Linked DNA regions of Mus musculus: region 2 is linked to region 1. A link is a contact called in public Hi-C data. All regions are on one chromosome and are shown on one strand. Each heading gives the region's core, a stretch centred on a gene start, on an enhancer-like site or on the middle of the called end of the contact. The rest is flanking DNA. Distances are from core to core; before and after follow the strand shown.

Evidence for each region. Hi-C and Micro-C count contacts between places; a contact is called where the count stands out from the background.
Region 2: a Hi-C map of myocytes shows a contact between it and region 1, with 4 times the contacts expected there. The contact joins two enhancer-like sites. A contact is called at or near these places in 4 of 484 Hi-C or Micro-C datasets (the AML12 cell line, the HL-1 cell line, myocytes and 1 more) and 1 of 115 datasets of contacts at active chromatin or transcription factors (acute myeloid leukemia).

What each region holds. Positions count from the first base shown.
Region 1 is chr1:82,107,699-82,112,334 of GRCm38.p6, reverse strand. No RefSeq gene overlaps it. Among named protein-coding and RNA genes, the nearest start is that of Mir6344, 22 kb to the left of the region's middle. Within about 2 kb of position 1,889, at least 12 of the 459 cell types and tissues checked have an H3K27ac peak or open chromatin away from gene starts, as enhancers often do. A contact at or near this core is called in myocytes, where this site is marked.
Region 2 is chr1:82,196,446-82,201,435 of GRCm38.p6, reverse strand. No RefSeq gene overlaps it. Among named protein-coding and RNA genes, the nearest start is that of Mir6344, 67 kb to the right of the region's middle. Within about 2 kb of position 1,310, at least 67 of the 459 cell types and tissues checked have an H3K27ac peak or open chromatin away from gene starts, as enhancers often do. A contact at or near this core is called in myocytes, where this site is marked.

The DNA.
Region 1 (4,636 bases), core at 640-3,139:
GGGAGGAGGATCATGTTGTCTTCTCATTTTTTGTTTTTCCTAAGCATATGCTACTAAGAGACTGCACATACTCCTGTACTTGGTTGTTCCAAAAAGTCATTAAAAATGTCTGAAGCATTCAAGCATAAAGCTAGGTGCTACCATGGTCTTAGCAGTCTGCATTCATTTCTTTCAAATGTGTTGATTACATTTTATCACCAGACTTTTCTTCCCTCCCAGGTACCATCCAGGTATCCCTTTATTGGTACAATCTTCATCTTCCATTTATCCCTCTCTTTCAATAAATAGGCTTTATATAAATTATTTAGATATAACCTAAGAGCAGGCTGGATTTTTTAGGGCAGTAAATAATTCCCAGGGAAACTGAAGGGAAAGAACAGAGATTTCTTACGCAGCTTCTGATATCTCTCTTCAGCTTTCCCACCAGCAGTATCTGTTACTAGAAGTAAACTTACTATGTCAATTTCAAAGTTGCATGGGTACATGTATAATTATGTATTATTACTCAAAGCTCAGCTTTTATCTTAGGGCTTTCTCTTGCTTTGATACATCTTGTAGGTTTTTTTTATTAAGCCATAACAGTATCATCCAGAATGTTTCACTGCCATGAAAACCCTCTATGTTCTATTTGCCCCTCCATCCCTCTAAACCCTGATAAGCACCAACTTTAGTTTTGCATTTTCTAGATAGGATATCATATAGCAGGTAAAATAATACAGTGCATAGACTTTTCAGATTGGTTTGGATTACAAGGTTTTTTTGAACGTGATCTTTTGTTTCTAATAATACCATTTTTACATTTTTGAAGCTGGAGGACAATTTTATTAGCGTTTAAAGGAAAAATCCCAGGACAGACAAGCTGTAAAAATCAGCAGCTGTCTAGAGGAGGGAGATTAGAGAAGAAGGAGAGAGAAAAACATGCCATCTGAGTTGGCATGGAGGTCAACTACAGCTATAGGACTCAGAAACAGCTGTTTGGCAAAAGGGAGTGGAGAGGGCTTAGGGGTGGGTTCAAGAGAAAACCTAAGGAAACTTTAAGTGCCAGAAAAAGAATCCTTAGGCTCTGATCAGCAAGTAAAAGAAAGGCAGATGTGAAGGAAAAAAAGAAAAAAAAAAAGATGCTTTTCAGCCAGGACTCAGCAAGGTCGGTGGATTCAACAGAATGTCACTGTGCCTCTGCAGTGACCAAACTATGAGCCAGGAATTCTGGGAAGGAAACATACATTACCACATTAAAGGGATAAATAGTCCTCCTATCTCTTTAGGTCAACCTCAAGTGAATTTACCTTCATGAGAAGGCAGTTTCTTAACCTGGTTATTGACCCACCCAACTGGAATGTCACATCTGTACCTACAAAAGAGATCACATTCTCTTGACCAGGAAGAAATACTTTCTTTTAACAGGATTTTACTGCTACTGTAACATTTTCCCATCTGAAGGTATAACCCTAAATCATTTAAGAAATGGGCTGCTAGCTTGGCTTTTTATCAATGTCCACTGAAAGACCTAAGGCAATAGGTCTGTGACAGAGAGCATGCCTGGTGGCATTCATGAGGCCCTAAGTTCAATTCTTAGTATTGAGAAAATGAAAAAAAAAAAAAAAAAAAAAAAGGACAACGTATACTGAATTTAAGAAAGAATATATCTGTGTGATAAGTTTGTTTCAATATAGACAGTGATGTCTTTCATACAAGCATTTTGTTTCATGGTATCACTCAAAGAGATGCAATCTATTGACATGCTAAAGTTAGACATGTTGTTATACAGGAAATAATATTAGTGGGAAGGATCCCATAGACTTGATACCAGAGAGTCAAACTATAATAGCATCTCTGTGGTTTTCCAACTCTCTAGTGCATTGGTGTATGACATGGCATTTCTGAGGGCTGGACAGTTGCCCACTCTGGCACATTCATAAGATTTTTGTAGGAATACAGTACAATGTTTTGTATAGCAGTGTTTTATAAAACTGAAAGAGCTGCGCACATTGCAGGGACCATAAATACAAGAGCTGAAGACATTCTAAAATGAAGACATCCATCTTGCCTGTCCAGCTAAGAGATGCTGATTGGTAAGTTCAGGTAGCTGGCCCCTCTGCAGCTAATGAAAACTGAGAGGACCAGTAGGTCAATAGATGATGAGCCTCAGGTCTTTTTTTAGATAGAAAAATCTCTACTCATATTTCCAACTGGACCTCATCTTCTATGAACTGCTATTTCCAAATGCTGCACATATGCTATTTTAGTCTTTCCCAGCTATGCTGAAAATGTCAGCATGACTACTGTTGCTATTTTACCTTTATTTTTTTTTTATTAAATATGGTCTTCTTATATTATAAAACATGCTGGCTCTTCCTGCTCTCTGATCTTGGTTCTAATTTCATTTCTTTTTGGTACCTACAAGCCAAGTGTTTTATCCAGCTTGGTCCTAGCTACCTACCCTGAAAATTACAGGGAAAAGATCATTTCCGTTCCATGTCACATGTGGTATGCATGTATATGTAGGCCAGCGGTCAACGTCAGATATCTTCCCTGAACATTCTCCACATTGTATGCTGAGGCAGAGTCTCTTGCTTGAACCCAGGACCTGCCAATTATTTTAACTTGTCCCCTTTCTTTGAAGATCTTCCATCTTTGACTTCTGAATGCTGGGATTGTAAGTGGCCACTATGGCCACCTGACATTTACATATTTGCTGAGGATCTGAACTCTGGTCCTCACACTTATGTGGCAAGTACTCTACCCACTTATCCATCTTCTCTGCTCCTCCACGTGGTTTTGTAGCTCGTGGGAAAGTACTTTTCAGATCCTCAGGGATTATAAATGATGTTAACATCATTGGTGGCGGTGCTTATGATCATGAGAATTTGGGATAATTTGAAGTTAAATGATCCTTTAGGCAGTCTGAAAATAATACCCATGGATTAGCATCCAAGTTTGCTGTTTAAATTCTTTGCACCTCTGTACGTTAAATATAGACTGGTAAAACACATGGTATTGAGTTTCTACATGGTTACTAGTTCCTGGAACACGATCAGACCCTTCTGTGTGTTTTCAGGCAGTTTTGATCCCATGAATTTGTCCTAATTCTGCAACCACTTGCTTGTGTCTGAAAGAATGATTGCATATAAGAAACAGTCACACATCAAAGAAGGAAAGGCTGACAAATGAACACTCACAGAACATTCCAGTACCAGGGACAACGGATTCCAAGGTTTTAAATATCACAGACTTCTGGACTAGAGGAGACATGCATGATAAATATGTTCAATGGTAGTGTGGAAAACACCATAGCCAAGCTTGGGTCTTTAATGCTCTCCAAAGTAAATGCTATTTAACCAAATCATACTTACTGTACATTTTTCTCTTGGCTACTGTTTCAAGTTGCTTCTACACACAAAGGGGGAAAGGCAGAAAGAAGTCAATTGTCTGTAGGATTTATGCCAATGAGCAGCGAAATTAAATACTTACTAATACATTAAATACTTACTAGTTCATATAAAATCAGTTGTGGCTGACATATTTGTTCTGGCTGTCTGTATCGACTGAGTCCATAGTATAATTGCCATAGAGTTGAAAGATGTAAAGGTATCGCTCAGTTAAGAAACAGGTACAGTGTGGCTTGTGTGTGTTGCTTTTATTTCCACTATAAGATTAATCACTAAAAGGACAATTGAGTAGGTTCCTGCCAAACCTACTATCACAAATGGGATGCTTGACAGATATTGAGCCTTGAAATCAAACACATGGAAACATGAGTTCCTCTCTCTCCCGGTGAGGAAGCTTTTTTTAATTAGCTTTTTTCTCCAACTATATTCAAACGAGTTTATGGCTTCTGGATCATCATTCTTCAACTTTAAAAGATGGTTGGCATTTAAAAGTCTACAGGCTAAAGTGTTTTCTTGTTTGAGATTGACTTCCCTAAAGCATTAATGTGCCCACAGCAAGAGCTAAGTATGAGAATCAAATATGAAAAAGGACAACAACTTCGTTTTGTACCACTATCCATGGCCTAGCCTGCCTTCTGGAGGCCACGGAGAAAGTCCAGTTGAGGTGATAGTTTCAATGGGAATGTTGGTTGATGGTGGAGACTCGCTGATAGTCACATGTACGATGAGCCTGAGATGTCTGGAGGAGATGTGTAAGGCAGGAGTTCTGGGTCACACTGGAGTGGGAGCTTTCTATTGGCCAATCTGCCAGCTATTCCTTCTGTCTGCTCAGTCAGCATTTGGTCACCAACATGAATGGATGTGGGCATTCTTTGCTGCTGGTTTTACAGTCCTCCCCCCTGAGTGGGTCCTGGATAAACTTAGCCTAGCTCTAAACATAATAAATTTGGCTCAGTGAGATGGCTCTGCAGGTAGCAATGTCTGCTGCCTAGTCAGATAATCTAAGTTTGAGCCCCAGGAACCAACCACAGGATGGAGAGAACTGATTCCTGTAGGCTTGCTTCTGACCTCTATTCAAGTGTTGTGGCGTGCATGTGCTCCCCACAAATAAAATCTAATTACAATACTTTAAAAAAATATAAGACTCTCCCCTAGACTCCAGAGAACAGAAATGTTTGATTCATTGGGGGAAATTTTCTATAATAAAAGGTGTGTATGCGACAATGAGGAGGTTTTAAATTTTAAAC
Region 2 (4,990 bases), core at 61-2,560, 90 kb before region 1:
GATGAGCCTTGAAAGGGGAATTCAGGCTAGTGAATAAGAAAAATTATGTCCATTCATAGAGCCGCTGTTCCCACGAGTAGGATCGTGGCTTGGGTATTTACATAAATGACTTATACTATTCGTTTCGACAAATTTTTCAGATGGCAAAATGGAAGTGTAGAAGGTACTCAACCCCTTAAGATGTGTGTCCACTCCCCTCAAAACAGAAAAAAAAAAAGCCTGGAGATCCACAAAAAGTTGTCCACCTAGCAGAGCACCCCCTGTCTTACCCCACCCTCCCCCGCCCGCCCCGCTGTAATACTCCTCAAGCTAACTGGAGAAGCAGGTACAGACCAAGAGATGTGTGTCAAGACTCTGGATCCTTTTGAGACAGATGAGAAGAGGCGCCGAGGAAGGGTTGGATGGGTTACTGGCGCTCCCACCAGAGAGGTTTTGAAAATGAGTTACAGTTGGTCAGGAGGGAGAGAGAATTGGTCTCAGGGCAACTGGCTGGCAGCAGGTACTGGGTTTTTCATGGGCTGGGAGTTCCAAGCACACTGAAGACTTTCTGGGCTTCTGTGTTAGTAAAAGAGGAAGCCCTTGAGATAACAGGGGAAGGTTCATCTGGCAGCACTGCTGGGAATGCGCCTGCCCGCCCTGCAGTTTGTGGGATGCGGAAAAGGTATCCCCTTACGTCTTCCAGTTTGCTTCAGTGCATGTTCTCAGAGAGTAAACATATAACACAAGAGCCGTTCAGCTTGTGGTATTTGTTATTTTTGACATTCCTTCCACTTTCTATGAATATTAAAAACGCTTTTGATCTGTCTTAAGCATTTCTTAGTGTTATTGGTTCCTCATTAGGACAGTGTCTTCTAAAGGTCTAATTCATGTGACTTCTTTAATATGAGTAGCTTTCTACTTTCTCTCTCTCTCTCTCTCTCTCTCTCTCTCTCTCTCTCTCTCCCTCGTCTTCTTTTTTCTTTTTCCCTTTTTCTTTTTCTTTTGCCACAGTTCAGTGTGGAGTTATAGTACTATTGAAAGAGAGAGAGAGAAAGAGAGAGAGAGAGAGAGAGAGAGAGAGAGAGAGAGAGAGAGAGAAACGGTTTCCTTGTAGTATATTTATAACTTCCTCTAGATTTAGAGCTTCATGATAGTGGAATAGGAAACTAAATATAACCCATGTTGTTTGTTTTTCCTCAGAGGCCTTTTGGGCCTCAAAAAGAAGGGAGGAGAATGTGAGCTTTGTGGAAAAGGCTTTAGTGTGAATGAGCAGCTGTATGCACCTCAGAGAGACAGTTTGTTGCTAAAAATAGAGGCTCTCTAAGAATAGCAACTCAAAGCATTTAATACCCAGATTCTGCCTGGGCAGAAATAAATTCCAGAGGAGTGTGTGATTAAGGAACGGGACTGCAGAAATCATCAGAGCTGTGGCCTCACAGCTAGGTTTGCATAATGCCACACCAGCCTCAAACAAATGTGCTTGCTACCAGTGCACCAGCCTTTTCTGGTCTCACCACAAAAATTAGGGTTCAGAGTAACAATGAAACCAAAAAGAAAAACAAAACAAAACAAAATACCAACAGTGCACAAAAGGGTATTTTTAGCAAGCTGAGCCAAATTGTTATTGAAATAAAGGAAACCGGGACAGCAAAGTAAGAAAGGCTCAAACAACAAGAAGATGAAGCCTTATGTTGGTGTGTGGTAATAGCTGGCTAAAGCATCCAGGTGGTTCACAACAACTTACCCCCGGCCCGGGGTGGGGGAAGTAGCTCAGTTGCTAAAGTCCTTGATTTGTAGGCATAAGACCTGCGTTTGAAATTTAGAACTCACATTTAGAAATCAGGCAGGGCATGATGTGGAGTCCCCTTGTTGAAGCAGGTAGATCCACTAGGCTCACAGACTAGCCAGTCTAGTCTACTTTATAAGTTCCAGGCGAATGAGGGGCCTGACTGAAAGAAAGCAAGATGAACAGTGCTGACAAATGACGTCCAAGGTTTTTTTTTTTTTTCCTGTCTTACACACACAGACACACCCAGACCCAGACCCAGACACACACACACACACACGTACACACAGATTGGCACACATAACAAAGAAAACTAATGTCTATTTCTGTCTTTTATAAAAGATTAGCTTAAGTTTATTTTTCGTGTATGAGTGCTTGCCTACATGTATATGCACTATTTGTGTTCCTGTGCCCTTAAGGCCAGAAGAGGGCATTGGATACAGATAGTTGTAAGTTGTAGTATCAGTGCTGGGTTCTGAACTCCTGTCCCTTGCAAGAGCAAACAGCTCTTCTAACTCTTCAGCTCCCATTTCTGCATTTTCTCATTTGTTAAATGAAGGTTCCTGGGCTATAATGCCCCATTTCTCTCATTTCTCATCTGTTCAGTTAAGATCTCCAGGGCTGGTATGTACCAATGGTAGAATGACTGCCTACCTTGATGGTTAGCTTTTAGTTGTCAGCTTCACAAGACATTGAATCACCTAGAGAGAGAGAGAGAGTCTTATTGAAAGAGTGTGTTCACTGGGTTGGCCCCTGAGCATGTTTGTGGGGGATTGTCTTCATTGCATCAATCGATGTGGGGGACCTACCCTAAATGTAGGTAGAATGCTCTGGTTGCAGTTCAGATGAAAGGACATGAAGAAGGAAAGCTACCATTTGCTCAGCTGGCCTTCCCACTTGTTGATGAATTCATCTACTCTGTTGCTGCTGCCGCTGATAATGGTGATTCCGATTATGATGATAATTCTTTTACTGACATTAGAATTAACTTCTTTGAACTTCAAACATGGACTGTAGATCAATAGCTCTTCAAGAACATTTCAGGCTCATGGCACCAGATTGAGACTATGAAGACACATAGTCTTGTAGACTGAGCATACAGGGTTCTGGGGCTCTGTGGTATGAGAAAGAAATTGCCAATCTTAGCAAGTCAGTCAGTCTAATAGTTCTCTTTTAGTATCAATTCATTGTATCAGTTCCTTGTATTCATTGTATTCCTGTGAAGAATCTTGACTAATATACCTAGCAAAGGAAAGGCTCTGGGTTCTTGTCTACTCTCCCTGCCCTCCCCCACCCCCACATGCACAGGCACACACGTATGCACATGAACTGAAAGCAAAACAATCTAGAGATCTGCTTTCTGTGATGGGTTCAGATATCTATGGTTTTATTTGATTATTTAACTGACACTTAGAACTAAATTGTGTTCACCCTCCCAAAATGTGTTTAGACCCTAGATCTACCCATGGAATGTTTGCAGAAAGTTGTCTGGGAAACCAGTAGGTTCCCCTGGTGGTGTGAGGGTTGGGTTTTCATGCTGGGATTAGTGGCCTTACGAGTATACAAAGAGATACCAGAATGTCTCTGTTTATTAAGACTTCTTTTTGGTCTCTCTTTACTCCTCTGTCTTTCCCACCTTCTTAAATTTCTCTCCTTCTCCCTATTCTTTTTCCATGAGAGTGCAGAGTGAGAAGGCAGGTACTCCAACATCTTTACATCTTATTCCTGGCCTCCAAAACATTGGGAGAATGAATGTACATGTTTTGTTTAAAGTCCTCACTGTGCTGTGTTTTGTTAACAGTAGAGTAGAAAGACCAACATAATCTCCATTGCCACTACTCTGTTGAAAACAAAAACAACACAGTAATGGCTTAGTAACTGGAGTCCAGACAAGTGAGCTTGTTTATTTTTCTCCATGTTTGTTTCCCTCTTTAAAAGAAAAAGGGGTTATTTTCTATTTAATTAGGTGTATGTGTGGGGAGTGTGCATGTGAGCGCAAGTGCCATCCAAGGCCAGAGGTATTAGACCCCTAGAAGGGTAGTTATAGGAGGTTGAGAGCTTCCTGATGTGGGTGCTGGGAACTGAACTCAGGTCTTCTGTAAGAACAGTACTTGCTCTCAGCCACTGAGCTATTTCTGAAGCCCCTGTCTTTTCTCTCTTTTATTAGAGATTACGGTCCTTTCAAGAGGTTAACAGGTAATGACATCACCCAATTCATTCTCTAATCCTAATTGGCCTGAAACAACGGTTAAGGCATTTACCCAATGCATATATTAAATTTTAATTAAAAGGCAAGATCAGAAATAAATAAAGGATGTTTGGGGCTGCTTATATTTAAACCACTCGTGGCACATCTTGGTTTTAAAATAGCAAATTGTTCAGATGGAGAATGATCTAGGTCCATAAGTACAGACAGATACCTAAAGGAGGTATGACTTCCCAAATGGAAAGTTTATCAAGTATTAAGTGTATACTTTCCTTATCATGATAATAAATGTGATATATATTCTTCCCAATTCATTTACACATGTTACCTAATTTTCGTTTTCATTTCTGGGTCAAATTCTCGTGGCTCTCACGTATCAGAGCACACATAAAAGCACACTGTCACTGATGGAGAAAATCAGAGAAATTCAGGAAAAAGGATAATGGATTACTTTGTGCTGGATGTTGTCCCAAAGGATTTTGATTATTTTTGTTGTTTGTTTGTTTGCTTGCAAGACAGGGTTTCTCTGTGTAGTATTGGCTTTCCTGGAACTCAATCTGTAGACCAGGCTGGTCTTGAAGTCAGAGATCTGCCTGTCTGTGCCTCCCAAGTGCTGGGATTCAAGGTGTGCACCACTGGTGCATGGCTTTCCTCGAGATTTTTAAACCATAGCATAATGTATGTGTGAACATGAACATATGCATGTGTGTGTGGAGACTAGAGGTTGACCATGTGTGTCTGCACCATTATTCTCAATTATATCTTTTGAGATGGAGTCTCTCCCTGGACCCAGAGCACATGAATTGGCTAAACTGCTGCTCAGTGAGTTATGGCTGCTACCTGTTTTCACCCCCAGTGCTAGGATGTCAGGTAAGCATGGGACCATAGCCAGCTTTTTATGTGAGTCCTGGGAATCCAAACTCAGGTCTTCTTGCTCATGCCCCAAGCATGTTTCCCTACTGAGCTATGTCCACAGTCTCTAAGCCAACCATTTCTAAACACTGTTGATGTACACTTTT